Linked DNA regions of Mus musculus: all the other regions are linked to region 3. Evidence: chromatin contacts called from public promoter capture Hi-C data. All regions are on one chromosome and are shown on one strand. Each heading gives the region's core, a stretch centred on a gene start, on an enhancer-like site or on the middle of the called end of the contact. The rest is flanking DNA. Distances are from core to core; before and after follow the strand shown.

What was found. Promoter capture Hi-C pulls out the DNA fragments that hold promoters and counts their contacts. Capture Hi-C pulls out chosen DNA fragments and counts their contacts.
Region 1: a promoter capture Hi-C map of adipose tissue shows a contact between it and region 3. The contact joins the promoter of Tmem248 here to the promoter of Gusb in region 3. A contact is called at or near these places in 9 of 39 promoter capture datasets (the 3T3-L1 cell line, the C10 cell line, the HPC-7 cell line and 5 more), 7 of 484 Hi-C or Micro-C datasets (the AML12 cell line, Sertoli cells, embryonic fibroblasts and 4 more), 13 of 115 datasets of contacts at active chromatin or transcription factors (the 230-238 cell line, the SCID.adh cell line, bone marrow-derived macrophages and 7 more) and 4 of 9 other capture datasets (adipose tissue, embryonic stem cells, liver and 1 more).
Region 2: a contact with region 3 is called in a promoter capture Hi-C map of liver, with 9 times the contacts expected there. The contact joins the promoter of Kctd7 here to the promoter of Gusb in region 3. A contact is called at or near these places in 18 of 39 promoter capture datasets (the 3T3-L1 cell line, 3T3-L1-derived adipocytes, the C10 cell line and 13 more), 3 of 15 datasets of contacts at CTCF or cohesin (embryonic stem cells, large pre-B cells and stem cell-derived epiblast-like cells), 89 of 484 Hi-C or Micro-C datasets (3T3-L1-derived adipocytes, B cells, the Ba/F3 cell line and 45 more), 30 of 115 datasets of contacts at active chromatin or transcription factors (the 230-238 cell line, the HPC-7 cell line, the SCID.adh cell line and 23 more) and 5 of 9 other capture datasets (adipose tissue, embryonic stem cells, liver and 2 more).

What each region holds. Positions count from the first base shown.
Region 1 is chr5:130,220,031-130,223,933 of GRCm38.p6, forward strand. Tmem248 (transmembrane protein 248) reads left to right here and starts at 2,305. Exons shown (of 7, transcript NM_027854.1): 1 at 2,305-2,542. Gm6598 (a long non-coding RNA gene) reads right to left here and starts at 3,836. Exons shown (of 2, transcript XR_377119.4): 1 at 3,704-3,836; 2 at 1,688-1,998.
Region 2 is chr5:130,142,500-130,146,699 of GRCm38.p6, forward strand. Kctd7 (potassium channel tetramerisation domain containing 7) reads left to right here and starts at 2,384. Exons shown (of 4, transcript NM_172509.4): 1 at 2,384-2,727. The coding sequence starts at 2,584.
Region 3 is chr5:130,001,233-130,005,375 of GRCm38.p6, forward strand. Gusb (glucuronidase, beta) reads right to left here and starts at 1,817. Exons shown (of 12, transcript NM_010368.2): 1 at 1,375-1,817. The coding sequence starts at 1,584.

The DNA of each region.
Region 1 (3,903 bases), core at 1,055-3,554, 220 kb after region 3:
TCCGTCAGGGTTTGATGACCACACAGTGTCTTTGTATGCAGTTGCCTCTAATAACAGCTCAGCATTGGACTTACTCTGAATCCCCAGGGATTCTCCCACGAGCCACCATGCTTGGCTTGGCTGGGTCCTGACGTCTGCTCCTTTGGCTCCACCGTCTCTAAGCCTGTTTTTCTTTGAGATAGAATATTCTGCCTCCCTCTTAAGACTCCTTTTATTCCAAGCTTGTTATTTACCCCGTCTCCAGATTTCCTTGCAACCTGGGAGTTAGTGACAGTGACATAAACAGGCTACCAAAAATGAACAAGATGATGTCATCCCATTCTGATTTTTTTTTCCTCTCTCTTTTAAGCCATTTTTCTGTGGTCTATATTTATCTTAGTTACTGTTCTGTTGCTGTGGAGAGACACCAGGACCAGGAAATCTCTTATAAAAGAAGGTCTTTAATTGGGGGCTTGCTTACAGTTTCAGAGGGTCAGTTCATGATCACCATGGAGGGAAGCAGACAGGCAGGGTGCTGAGGCAGTAGCTGAGAGATTTACCTCTTGATCTATAGGCAGCAAGTAGGGAGAGACGAGAAGATAGTGGGCCTGGCAGGGACTTTTGAAACCTCAAAATCACTCCCAGTGACACAGCTCCTTCAACAAGGCCACACCTCCTAAATCCTTCCCAAACAGTTCCTCTAACTAGGGACCAAGCATTCAAGCATATGGGCCGATGGGGTCCATTTTCATTCAGTCCACTTCAATATTTGCTAGATTATAAGCACTAAATAAAAATAACAAGAACTGTTGTCAGTCAGCCCTTGTAAAGAGTACAGAAGACACTCTGTCTAAAAAAACCTCTCAGCAGCTTCTCCAGCCTCCTAGGTTTAAGGCCTTCCTTATCTGAGTTCTGCTTGATGTCATAGACATCGATTTGATCACGTTTTACTGTGTATTTCTGCCTTTCTACCTGCTCCTTGCACTTATTCAAAACCAAAAGCATAGCAGTGGTAGCTCATTGTCTGGAATGAGAGCACACACATGCTGTGCACACACAGACATACACATGCAGATGTCTTCTATACGATTTCCCTGGAACTATTTGGCTTTGAGGTTCTGGAGGAGACAAGCATCAGAGTTCCACTTACACATTCTATGGGAAGCCATCATCCATTCTGGGTGAGGACTTTCCAGTGTAGTTGCTTTGAGGTCACTCACCCTGCTGGCAGTAACCTCTTGCCTATGCTCTGTAAGTAAGCCAGATACATTTACTGGCATTCCAGGGGGAACTTTGGTTTGTCACCGAGACCTTAGGAAAAGGGGATAAACATCGCATAGTCTTTACCTAAGGAGAAAATTCTCACAAATGTTCTCATGTCTCATGGCACACCTTTAATCCCAGCACTTATGGATCTTTGAGTTTGAGACCAGCTTGGGTCACATAGTGAGTTTTAAGTCAGCCAGGGATGGATTGAAAGACCTTATCTCTTTTGTTTGTTGGTTGGTTTGGTTTTTTTTTTTTTTTTCAAGACAGGCTTTGTTTAGCCCCAGCTTCCTGGAACTCATTCTGCAGACCAGGCTGGCCTCAAATGCAAAGATCTATCTGCCTCTGACTCTTGAATGCTGGGATCAAAGGACAACCTTCCCACTGCCCAGCAACCGTGTCTTTAAAGAACAACAAAAAAAGTCAAGACCAGACAAATGGATAAGTGTAACTGATCTCCTGGGTTTTCAATAATCATGTACAAAGGTCAGTATTAATGTGGTTAGAGGAATTTAAAAAGGATAATATTTTGCTGCTTCTAAGGTCAGCTAGGTCCTTGGGGACTGAGACATGGCTTGAAATGAATTGTCCTGTTGTCCAGAAACGCGACAGATTCCCATCCAGTGGATCCTAGAGTCCCGTCTACAGAGAGGAGGGTGGTATTAGTGTGCTCAAACACCATGACTAAGGTAGTTGGCTCCTCATTGGGCTCCAGAGAGAACAGGAAGCCAGCTCTTGCCATCCACGAGACCCCTGTGTCAAAACAAAAAATTCCAACAAAAATAAACGAAAATCGTGTCCTCTTTACTATCTCACGCCATACACACCAAGACCTGCAGAAGCACTTCGGGACGGAACCGAGCAAGCTCACGGCAGTTCGCGAATGCGAGTGATAAATTTCAGGCAGCTCCGTGTATGCTTTTCCCATTTGCAAAACGAAGACAGTCTGCTTCTCCTCCTAACCCCGACCCCACCCGCCGCTCGCCCCGGAGCAATTCTGTCCCTTCCGCGCCGCCGTCGCGCGCGGGCGGGGTCAGAGGTCACGGCGGCGTTAGTGGTGACGTGGTTTTCTGCCTTCACCCGGAAAGCCCGGCGTTCGCAGCGCGCGGAGCCGGCGTCCCGTTGGCGCGCTCTGGCCTGGCTTCGGGTCGTCGCTTCGGCCCCGAGGAGCCGCTCGCTGTCTCCGGAGCGGCGGAGAGGATGGTGCGGGGCAGCCCGGGGCCCGCCGCGCGCCGCCGCGAGTGAACAGGGCCAGGCCGCGGGCGTCCGCGGGCTCGAGCCGCCAGTCTGCGGGGCGGTGAGTAGGAGACGGGGTCGTAATCGCGGGCGCATGGGCCGGGACCGGGGACCCTGAACCCGGGGCCCACGGCGTGCTGGGCGGATCGGTGCGCAGGCTCTCCCAGCCACCCCAGCTCCGTTCACTCCTCTATTAGCTGACCCGGTCCTGTTCCATCCTCCCGAGGCCTGCGGAGTCCTGCTCCCTCAGTCAAGGCTTGTATAGGTCGGCTGAATAAGGCTGCGTGGACCTACTAGCATCCTTTGCAAGTTTTAGAAAAAAAAATGATTGTTTTGGAAAATTATTTACATGATGTGTTTGTATTATCTTGTCTGCGCACGTGAGCGCAAATACCCACCGACTCCAGAAGAGGGCGTTGTGTCCTTAGACCCAGAGTTACACTCCATTGGTAGCTGCCTGATGATGGGGTTGCTGAGAACTTAACTCTGGTCCTCAGGAATAGCAGGTATTCTTAACCCCGTAGCCATCTTTCCAACTTCTCTGTGTGTGTGTGTGTGTGTGTGTGTGTGTGTGTGTGTGTGTGTGTGTGACAGAGAGAGAGAGAGAGAGAGAGAGAGAGAGAGAGTGAGAGTGAGAGAGTGAGTGTGAGTGTGTGTGTGTGTTCAGTTTTAGATTTGTGACTTGACTTTGGGTTGTCAAAAATGTATCCAAAAGAGGGTTTAATGCAGCCTTAACTGGCTAGGATTTCCCTATGTAGACAAGACCCACCTTCAACACCGATCTTCCCGATTCAGACTCCGTAGTTCAGAGATATAGGCGTGGGCCACACTGCCAAGGTTTCACAGTGTAATAACGGTATTGTTTTGGTTTTAATCTGAATCCTGGAGTCTGGGGTCTCCTGCAGCCTTAGATAGTCCAAACCCACGACTCAGTCGAGGCTGACCTTGATTCTCTTAGACTCCCTAGTGCTGCCGTTGGCAGGTGTGCACTGCCATGCCGGTTAAGCCCGGCTAAAACATAATTTTTTTTTTTTTTTAAAGACAGGTCCACTGTGTAGTTCAGGCTGGCCTCCAACTCTCTGTGTAGCTTGAAGTTGTGATCCTCCTGCCTCAGCCTCATATTGGGGTGTTGTTAGCTGTGTGGTACCAGGCCCTGTTCACAGAGTAGTGGTAGCCTGGTGGCAAGGCTAGTCAATACTGGGACAGGGGGGTGATTTCTTACCTGTCCCATAGTTGTATAATACAACAAATCACGGGAGGATTTCCACATACTGTAAGACACACAGCTTTAGTTCTGATGCAGAGAATCCAGAGCTGTGAGTTTAACATAATGGAAATAACCTGAAGCCATGTCACAGTTCTGGAACTCGTATTTTCCCAGGCTTCTGTCGTTGCCTTGTCTGAACATTCTCAGGAGCCCAT
Region 2 (4,200 bases), core at 1,134-3,633, 140 kb after region 3:
CAGACTCACATCTCTGTCCTCATTTCGTCTCCTTCTTCTTTGTGTCAAAGTCCTGGTTGATTCCACACAGGCGAATCACTTGAGTATCTGCCTTAGCCTACCCCAGTTCCCTTCACCGCGGAAGGCAACAGAATGAATGACTGAGCCATCTTAACTGCCTCCTCTTGACAGTGTTCTGTTTCAGGGGCTTAGAAAGGCGTTCAGTTGCTGTTCAAAATCTGAAAGTCATCTTGGATTCTAGGACCAGCAGAGGCTCACAGAATAGACACCCACCCACCACTCCATAGGAAAAATTATCTGTGATACTGAGGCCGCACCTGGAGTAGGAATTATCCTAATCAGCTTGAAAGGATTTCTTTGGACCAACTTACAGAATCAAAACCAAGACAACCCACATCTTGACTAGTGCATAGCCTCTGCCTCAATCTGTCATCTACTTAAGCCTAAAGTTCATCTGATAATTGGCATGACCATTTCCTCTTCGCAGTGTGGGCCATGTTGATTAAATCTCTGATTTTCTCTTTTAAGTGGTTTATTGGGACAGGTAACAAAAGCCTATTGGAGCTGTGGAAAGATGCGGGGCTTCTTCTGAAGGAACCTCCCCCAACAGAGGTCACACAGTCGATGCGTGACTGAGACGTGCTGCATCAAATGGGTCATCTGACTAGCTGGGAAGAGCCTTCTGGGAGTGCCTGTTTCTGTCTGTGTCCTGGTGCAGAGGTGATGACGTTATCATGGAGAGGGTCATCTAGAATTGCGGGTATGGCTTCTTTTTCTCTGTCCAGTTGAAAGAATGACCAAGCAGGAAAGGCGAGGACTCGGCAGTCAGCCAAGCTTTATTGAAGTCACATACAGCAAAACACAGATTCCCTGCCAGGGGAGAAGATATTCAGAAATCCAGTTCAAAAGGAGGGCTTGAGCCTTTTGGTGGTGTACTCTCCATCCACTTATTTTTGAATGGCTAATTTAAACAAATAGGAGGCATCTGATAAAGCCACAGCTTTGCGCGTACGCATGTGTGGGCAGGTCAGATGGAGAAGAGGAGCCCTGTTTGGGAGTGGGGTTTTCTCTTTTCTCATCTGTGGTTATTTAATTTTTTTCATTTTTAGCGTTTGTTTTTAGCAGTCTCATGTAACCCAATTTGGACTCACAATGTTATGAAGCTGAAGCTGGCCTTGACTTCCAAGTACTGATATTGCAGCGTGAGTCACCATACTCAGTTCCGTTATTATTTATTATTATTATTTATTATACTAGAGACAAGAGTTGAATTCTCAGAAATCCTTCTAACCTCTCAAGTCGCTGCAATTAAAGGTATTTGCAACCAAGGTTTTCCTTCCTGTGTGAGTCCACGGAAAAAGCGCTAGCACAGCAGCCATGTCCTTGCCAGCCATTGGTGTTGCAGTGCTCAATTTCTATTACACAGCAGGTGCCCTCAGCCCTCCACAACACATCCTCAAGGACAGCCTGCTTAGGCCTTTTTTCACTGGCCCGCTGCTATGGAGACAAACCAGCCAGTCCTGGGCCCTTTCCCAGGACACATGGACCGGGATGATAAAGTGGAGTGGCCTGGAGCTTCGCGCCTGCTAGTCAGAAAGCCAATGAAAGCAGGACCACGGTGCTGCCCCTATGAGCGGGCTTCCTGCCAATCAGGGGCGGAGGCCAGCGAGGACACAGCCAATAGCAGGAGCAATTGGGTGGTCTGTCCTTTCGGGAACCGCGCCGGGGGACCAGCGCTGTCGTTGAACGTCGGAAGTGCAGAACGCGTGCCCTTTAGGTGGCCTATAAGAATGGGACTGATCGGCAAGCCGTTGTCAGTTGTCACTCTAGTTTGAGACCTCGATGGTTGGATCAGACCTTTAACCGTCATAGCGGAGCTAATCGGACACTGCCAGTAGTAGGAGGCGACCGGGTGAGGCCAGAGATGCTACCTGCGCTGTGGTTGCTATGCGCAGAGAGCCGCTTCCCTAGATAAGTGGCCTGGACCAAGGGAGGTAGCGCTCCCGTTAGTTAGATAGCCAATCAGAATGGAACAAACCCAACCAGACGTGTTTACCCTATAATTGGACAATGCTCTTGCCAATCATAGCAGGAGTTCATGAAACCTCGGCCAATAGCAAGAAGCGCCTGGTTCCGATTTGCAGCGCAGGGTCCACGCGGTGGTTGCTGATCGAGGTCGTCAGTGGGCGATCACCTCCCCTCGGCCAAACCCTGGAGCAGACAGGCGTCGCTCGCGCTTGTCAGCCAAGAGCCAATCAGAATTGGGTAGGCCTGTAGCCACTACGGCTTAAGGCCGAATTGTTTGTTCTGTGATTGGGCGAACCTCCTGACAATCAGGGCGGAGCCAGCGAAGATTCGGCCAATGGCTGGAGGCAGCCAGGTCAGACCAGCGACTAACTGTAGGCGCGTTGGTCGTTAGACTGTTGGAGGGCAGCACAGGACATCCTAACTGCTTGCAGGTCCTCGGCGTCTAGCGCCCGCCGGCGGCCCATCTCGTCATGTCAGGCACTGCTTGGCTTTAGTTCTTCAGGCCTCCGCCCACCCGCCTACCCGAAGCCGCGCCCACCGCCCAGAGCCAGAGGGATGGTGGTAGTCACCGGGCGGGAGCCAGACAGCCGTCACTCGGACGGTGCCATGTCCAGCTCCGAAGCCGAAGACGACTTCCTGGAGCCGGCCACTCCTACGGCCACGCAAGCGGGGCACGGGCTGCCCCTGCTGCCCCAGGAGGTACCTGGATCGAGCGATGGGGGAAGGGAGGGCTGATGGGAAGCGAGGGAGAGACTGGTGCTTGCAGAGCTGACCTTGGGCGGAGAGCCTCCCAAGGAGCTATCCACCCCTGATGCCACTCCTACACTAGGTGTATCCTCCCTGCCCCGAGTCACCTGCACTCCAAGTCCCTTCTTCCCGTACTACCAGATGTCAGTTCCATTCCTGTATTTCATGTCACCTTTATCAACTAGACGAGGACTCAACACATAGCATGTTCCATACAATCCAAAGGAGGACCTGGGTTATCCAGGTGTATCCTCCAGCTGCCGGGGGAGTGGCATTAGAAACTACCTGCAGTTAACCTATCTGGTGCCTTGGTATGATTTAAGAAAAGGACACACCTGAGTGGACCAATTCTCATCCAGGTGCCGTTATGCAGTGAACAATCTCCATTACCACATGGGGTAATTTTATTTGCTAGATGGACAAGAGTGAACGGTAGAGGATTTGGGGTCAAGAAAGCAGCGAGAGCAAGGACATGCAGGAGATAAATTCGGGAAATAGGAGGGCAATGGTGAGTTGAACTCAGAGCAGAGATGATGGAGGGATTAGGGGCTTCATTTATCAGTTGCTGTATTGTGCTATGGAGTGGCTTCGTTAGTAGCCCTTCCTGTGTGTGACACTTTGCACCTGAACTGACCCTGGAGATGGATAGGAAGATGAATACAGATGTAGAGATGGATAGGAAGATGGATACAGATGTGGAGACTCGACAATCTGAGGGGGCTGGCTTGAGTGAGGCTCTCCGGCAGCTGACAGTATTGTGGTAGGGTTAGAATCCCCGAATTGCCAGCATCGTGGGAAACTTGTGAACATAAGCAAAATTCTAGACATAACTCTGCAGTCAGGGAAAAGGGCCAACACGGCGGTGACACTTTTTTTTGTGCACTGTCATTGGGCAGAAGTTGTGGTTTGAGTGACAGGACACACAATCCCACAGACTGTAGGCCAGCTGTCCAGTCCCGGCCTCCTGTGAGTCACATCCCTCCCTGTGAGTTCTAGGACTCTTTTCCCTGACTTTTTTTGTTTCGCATATGGAGCAAAGAAGTACATTAGTGGGTGCTGCCTTTTAGAAAGAACTCCAGAAGTGCAAAGCATTACACCTAAGTGACATCTGAGTCTTAGCGTATACCTAAAGTGGGCTTAGCATTTCTGCAGAAATGTGAAAGGCATTTTGCACCGTGAGAGTAAGAGTTGAATTTTTGGGCTTGGTGGTACACACCTCCAATTCCAAAGGCAGAGGCAGCAGATAAATGTGAGTTCCAGGCCAGCTTGGTCTATGTAGTGAGTTCCAGGAGAGCCCGAGCTACACAGAGAAACTCTGTCTCAAAATAATAATAATAATAATAATAATAATAATAATAATAATAATAATAATAGAGTTGAGCTCATACTTAGAATTGTAAATTTTGTGCATTTAATTCACTGATA
Region 3 (4,143 bases), core at 567-3,066:
CCTAGAGAACCATAGGGGACACAGGGGAGAGACTCTGTAAAATACTGGCTGCATCCACAAGTGAACTCTGCAGGACAGTTGATGGAAAAAGACTGTTCAAACCAAGTTCTTTCTCAGGGCAGATAGTACCAGAGCCAAGATTTCCATGGAAAGAGCCACAGGCCAGTCTAAAACAGGAAAGACCAGACCCTGACATAAAAGGCAGGTGACCATTGCTACAAGGAAGAAGGCCAACAGCAGGGAACAGGGGCCCCCAAGGAAACAGAGAAGGCCTGTGGTGGCAATGTCCTCTCCTTACTTCCTCTTTTGCTGAATGCTGGGCAGTGCAGTTGAAAACTGAGAGTCTAAGCCAGGTGTGGTGGTTCATCACTTGTAACTCTAGCAACCTGGGAGGCTAAGGGAGCCACATGGCTATGAGTCGGAGGTTAATGTGAGTCGCTGTCTCAAACACACACACACAGAGCTGGTGAGATGACTTGGTGGGTTAAAGGCACTAGCCACTAAGCCTGATGACCTTAGTTACATCCCTGGTGACCTAGGTGAGACCAGACTCCAGCAAGTTATCTTCCAACCTCCACATGTACTGTGTAGCACACGGGTGGCGCCCCCCCACCCCACATAAATAATGGGTACACATTTTAAACAAAGAGAGAGAAGAGAGGAAGAGGAGAGAGCCCAATAGGAAACGAGGTAGGATGAATGAATGAATCTGAGAGAGGAGGAGACTGTGAGCACACAGGTTTGCTTCAGCCTGCTTCTGCGCCAACCCTACCTAGGTAGGAAAGGAGAGCAGGGATGAGGGTCCTCTGCTAGCTCTGTGCAAAGTCACATTTGCTCCCCCCTCCTCTACCCCCGCCCCCAAATCTCTGTAGTGGGTAGCATCTCCTAGGATTCTACTTTTCACAAGATGGGAAAGAGCATGGGAGGTATGTGCACCGGGATGCAGGAGGCGTGTGCACAAACATCTACAACACTCAGGAAAGTTAAAGTGGGAGCAAGAGATTCACCCGGACATCCAGGCCAGCCTAGGTTATCGAAGGAGACACAGCCTCAAAACATAAACAAAAGGCTCAGTAGTGACAAGCACACACAGGGCCCTGGGTTCAAGTCCCAGCACTATGAAGTAAAATTAAAAGCTTTAAAAAAACAAAAACAAAAAAATCCATTGCCTGGGGCAGCGCCTGCCTAGCAGAAACCATGCGGTTCTCAGCATGCCAGGTCCCACTTCCTGCTCTGGTCGCTCCCCTCCCCAGCCTGCAAACCCATATTAACCTCCTCTAGGTGAGCACAAGGGGATCTCCAGGTACAGGCATCCCTCCGCCCATCCCCTGACTTCTGGAAGCTTCCAGACCCCGGGTCCCAGGGAGCGCGCACCTCCCGTAGCGGCTGCCGGTACCATTGCTGCTCGAAACCCTGCAGCCGGTTGTTCGAGAGGTCGGCGCGGAAGTGCCACAGTCCGTCCAGCGCCTTGAGCTCCCGCGACGGGCTCTCCTTCGGGAACAGCATCCCGCCCTTCAGAGCCAGCGCGCAGCTGCACAGCAGCTGGCCCAGCGCGACCCAACACGCACTCCATTTTAGGGACATACTGGCCAGGCTGCCCACCGACCAGCGGCTGGGCTTTTTAGCCTCCTCTCTGGGAGGGCAGAGGCGGGACCTGGAAGAGTCACATGTTCTCGAGAGAAGCCGCCTGCGCCAACTTGGTTGAGGGCAAGCGCTTGTACAGCTGCTGGCTCAAGGCTATCTAGAGGCCCCAAGGCTGGACTCTGCAGAAAGAGGAAGTCGCTTGAAGTCCTGGATCGTTTCCCCATATGCCTGACGTCAGCCGCTGCCTGCCTCACATCTATTAATATCTCCCCCTCCTTCCCTCACACTCTGGGGCTTGCCCCTCAGGACCACTAGGCTAAGATCTGAAAGAAGCCCTGAAGTCCCTGATCCCACTGTTTCTTCATAACTCCTGTGAAAGGATGAGAGTTCAAAAGAGACACTGAGAAGAATTTGGGGAGTTTGTTATTAAAGCCTGGAAAGGACACGCAGGCAGGTTCGAAGCTAGGTCTCTTCTTAGAGGTCTCTGAGGAAGGGAGTAGAACTGACAGCAATGGCCATGAAAGAAGTGTCTCCTGGACCTGTGTGATGTCATTCGAGTCACAAATGAAGGTTGCGATGACGGTTCACATGACCTGCAGCAGCCATTCTCTGAAAGTGGTCTTAGTAACTCTCACCCCACCCCCACCCCCAATCCATCACTCCAGCCTCTCTAGCTAACAGGCTTGAGCAAACAGTGCTCAGATTTCACTCTTGGGCAAGTACATATACAGCTAAGCGAGTCTTGAAGCCTTGGCTGTCCTGGAACTCTGTAGACCAGGCTCAAAATCACAGAGATACCTCCCGCCTCTGCCTCCTGAGTGCTGGGACTAAAGGCATATGCCACCTGGTTAGTTTCCAGTTCTTAAAACGGAGGTAAATATCATTTAGGTTTCAACCTAAATCTTTGAGTTGAACTAAAGATACAACCACCCCAAGGTGTGCATTTGGATTTTCAGACTGAGCCAAAAGGAAGTTCCCTAAAGAATGTTTTTGTTTGGTTCGTTTTGATTTGGGTTTTTCCAGAGAGCTCTGTTTAGTTAGTCTAAACTGGCTGGCCTGGAACTCAGAGATCCACCTGCCTCTGTCACTTGAGGGCTGGGACTAAAGGAGTGCACCACCACTGCCCTGCTCCCTAAAGCATTATTAAAGCCTGCTGAACTTAAGCACAAGAGAAGGTTCCCCATTTGTTGTTGTTGTTGTTACAAATACCTACATTTTGTTGCAATTACCAGTATGCTTGTTAAGGGGTTGGGGGTGACGCTGAACAGAAGAAATGATTCTCAGCATGAGTAAAACTGGCCAAGCACAGGTATGCTAGCTTCCAATCCACTTATTTATATTTGAGTGTTTATGTTTCAGGTGCCTGCTTCAGATGTGTGTATACACATGACCGTGTGCAGGTAGAGGTTAAAGGTCAATCCTTTTTTTAAAAGGACTGACTTATTTATTTATTTATTTGCTGGGGAGGGCTAGAGAGATAATGGCTTAGTGGTTAAGAGCATTAGCTGTTCTTCCAGAGGACCCCGTTTGATTCCCAGCACCCACATGGCAGCTCACAACCATTTTTTAACTCCACTCCTAGAGGATCGAATGACCTCTTCTAGCCTCCACAGGCACTGGACCATGTGGTGCATAGACATACATGCCAGTGCAACCCTGGGAAACAGAAAATAAACACTAAGAACAGCAGCAACTACAAAAAACTTCCCTAGAACTGGACATGGTGCTTCTCATCTACGGCCAGCTCTCAGGATGTTGAGGTAGAAGGATAGGCTACATAGTAACCTCAAAGATATAAATAACATATGGATGTTTTGCCTGCACCTATCAGTGTGTACTAGGTGTGTGAAGTACCCTTGGAGGCCAGAATTGAATCCCCTGGAACTAAAGTTACAAATAATTGTGAATCACCTTGAAGGTGCTGGGACCTGAACCCAGGACCTCTGAAAGAACAGCCAGTGCTCTTAAACCCTGAGCCCTGTCTGCAGTCCCATCCATCTTATTATATCTTAGTTTGTTTATTTATATATTAATTTGCATGTGTGCCTGCACTGTGTGAAGATCAGATGATGTCTGGCTGGAGTTGTTCCTCCTTCTACCCTGTAAGTCCCAAGGACAGAACTCAGTCATCAGACTTGGGAGCAGACACCTGTATTCACTAAGCCATCTCAGAAGCCCCTCTGCCTTGTATGTTGGGACTGAGCTTGGAGCTCACGAACCCCATTAAACTGGTTGGCTGGAGCCAAAGATTCACCTTTTACTGTCTTCCCAGCTAAGGGGTTAGGGGTGCTTTGTGCCCTGATTTTTATGTGAGTGCTGGGGAATTCAGATTCAAACTCTTCATGCCTGCCCAGCAACCGACTTACCAACTGGGCCACCTCCCAGGCCAGTCTGTTTAAGCTATAAATACCAGGGCTGTTTTGAAGAACCTGAGCCTACTATTGTAACTAAATCTGTGTTTTCTTAAGTTGCAATCCCATTAACAGCATACAAATGTCATCTATGCTTGACTAAATTGCTTTGATTCCGGGTTTTGACTCTCCCTTCTCCTGGAAGCCT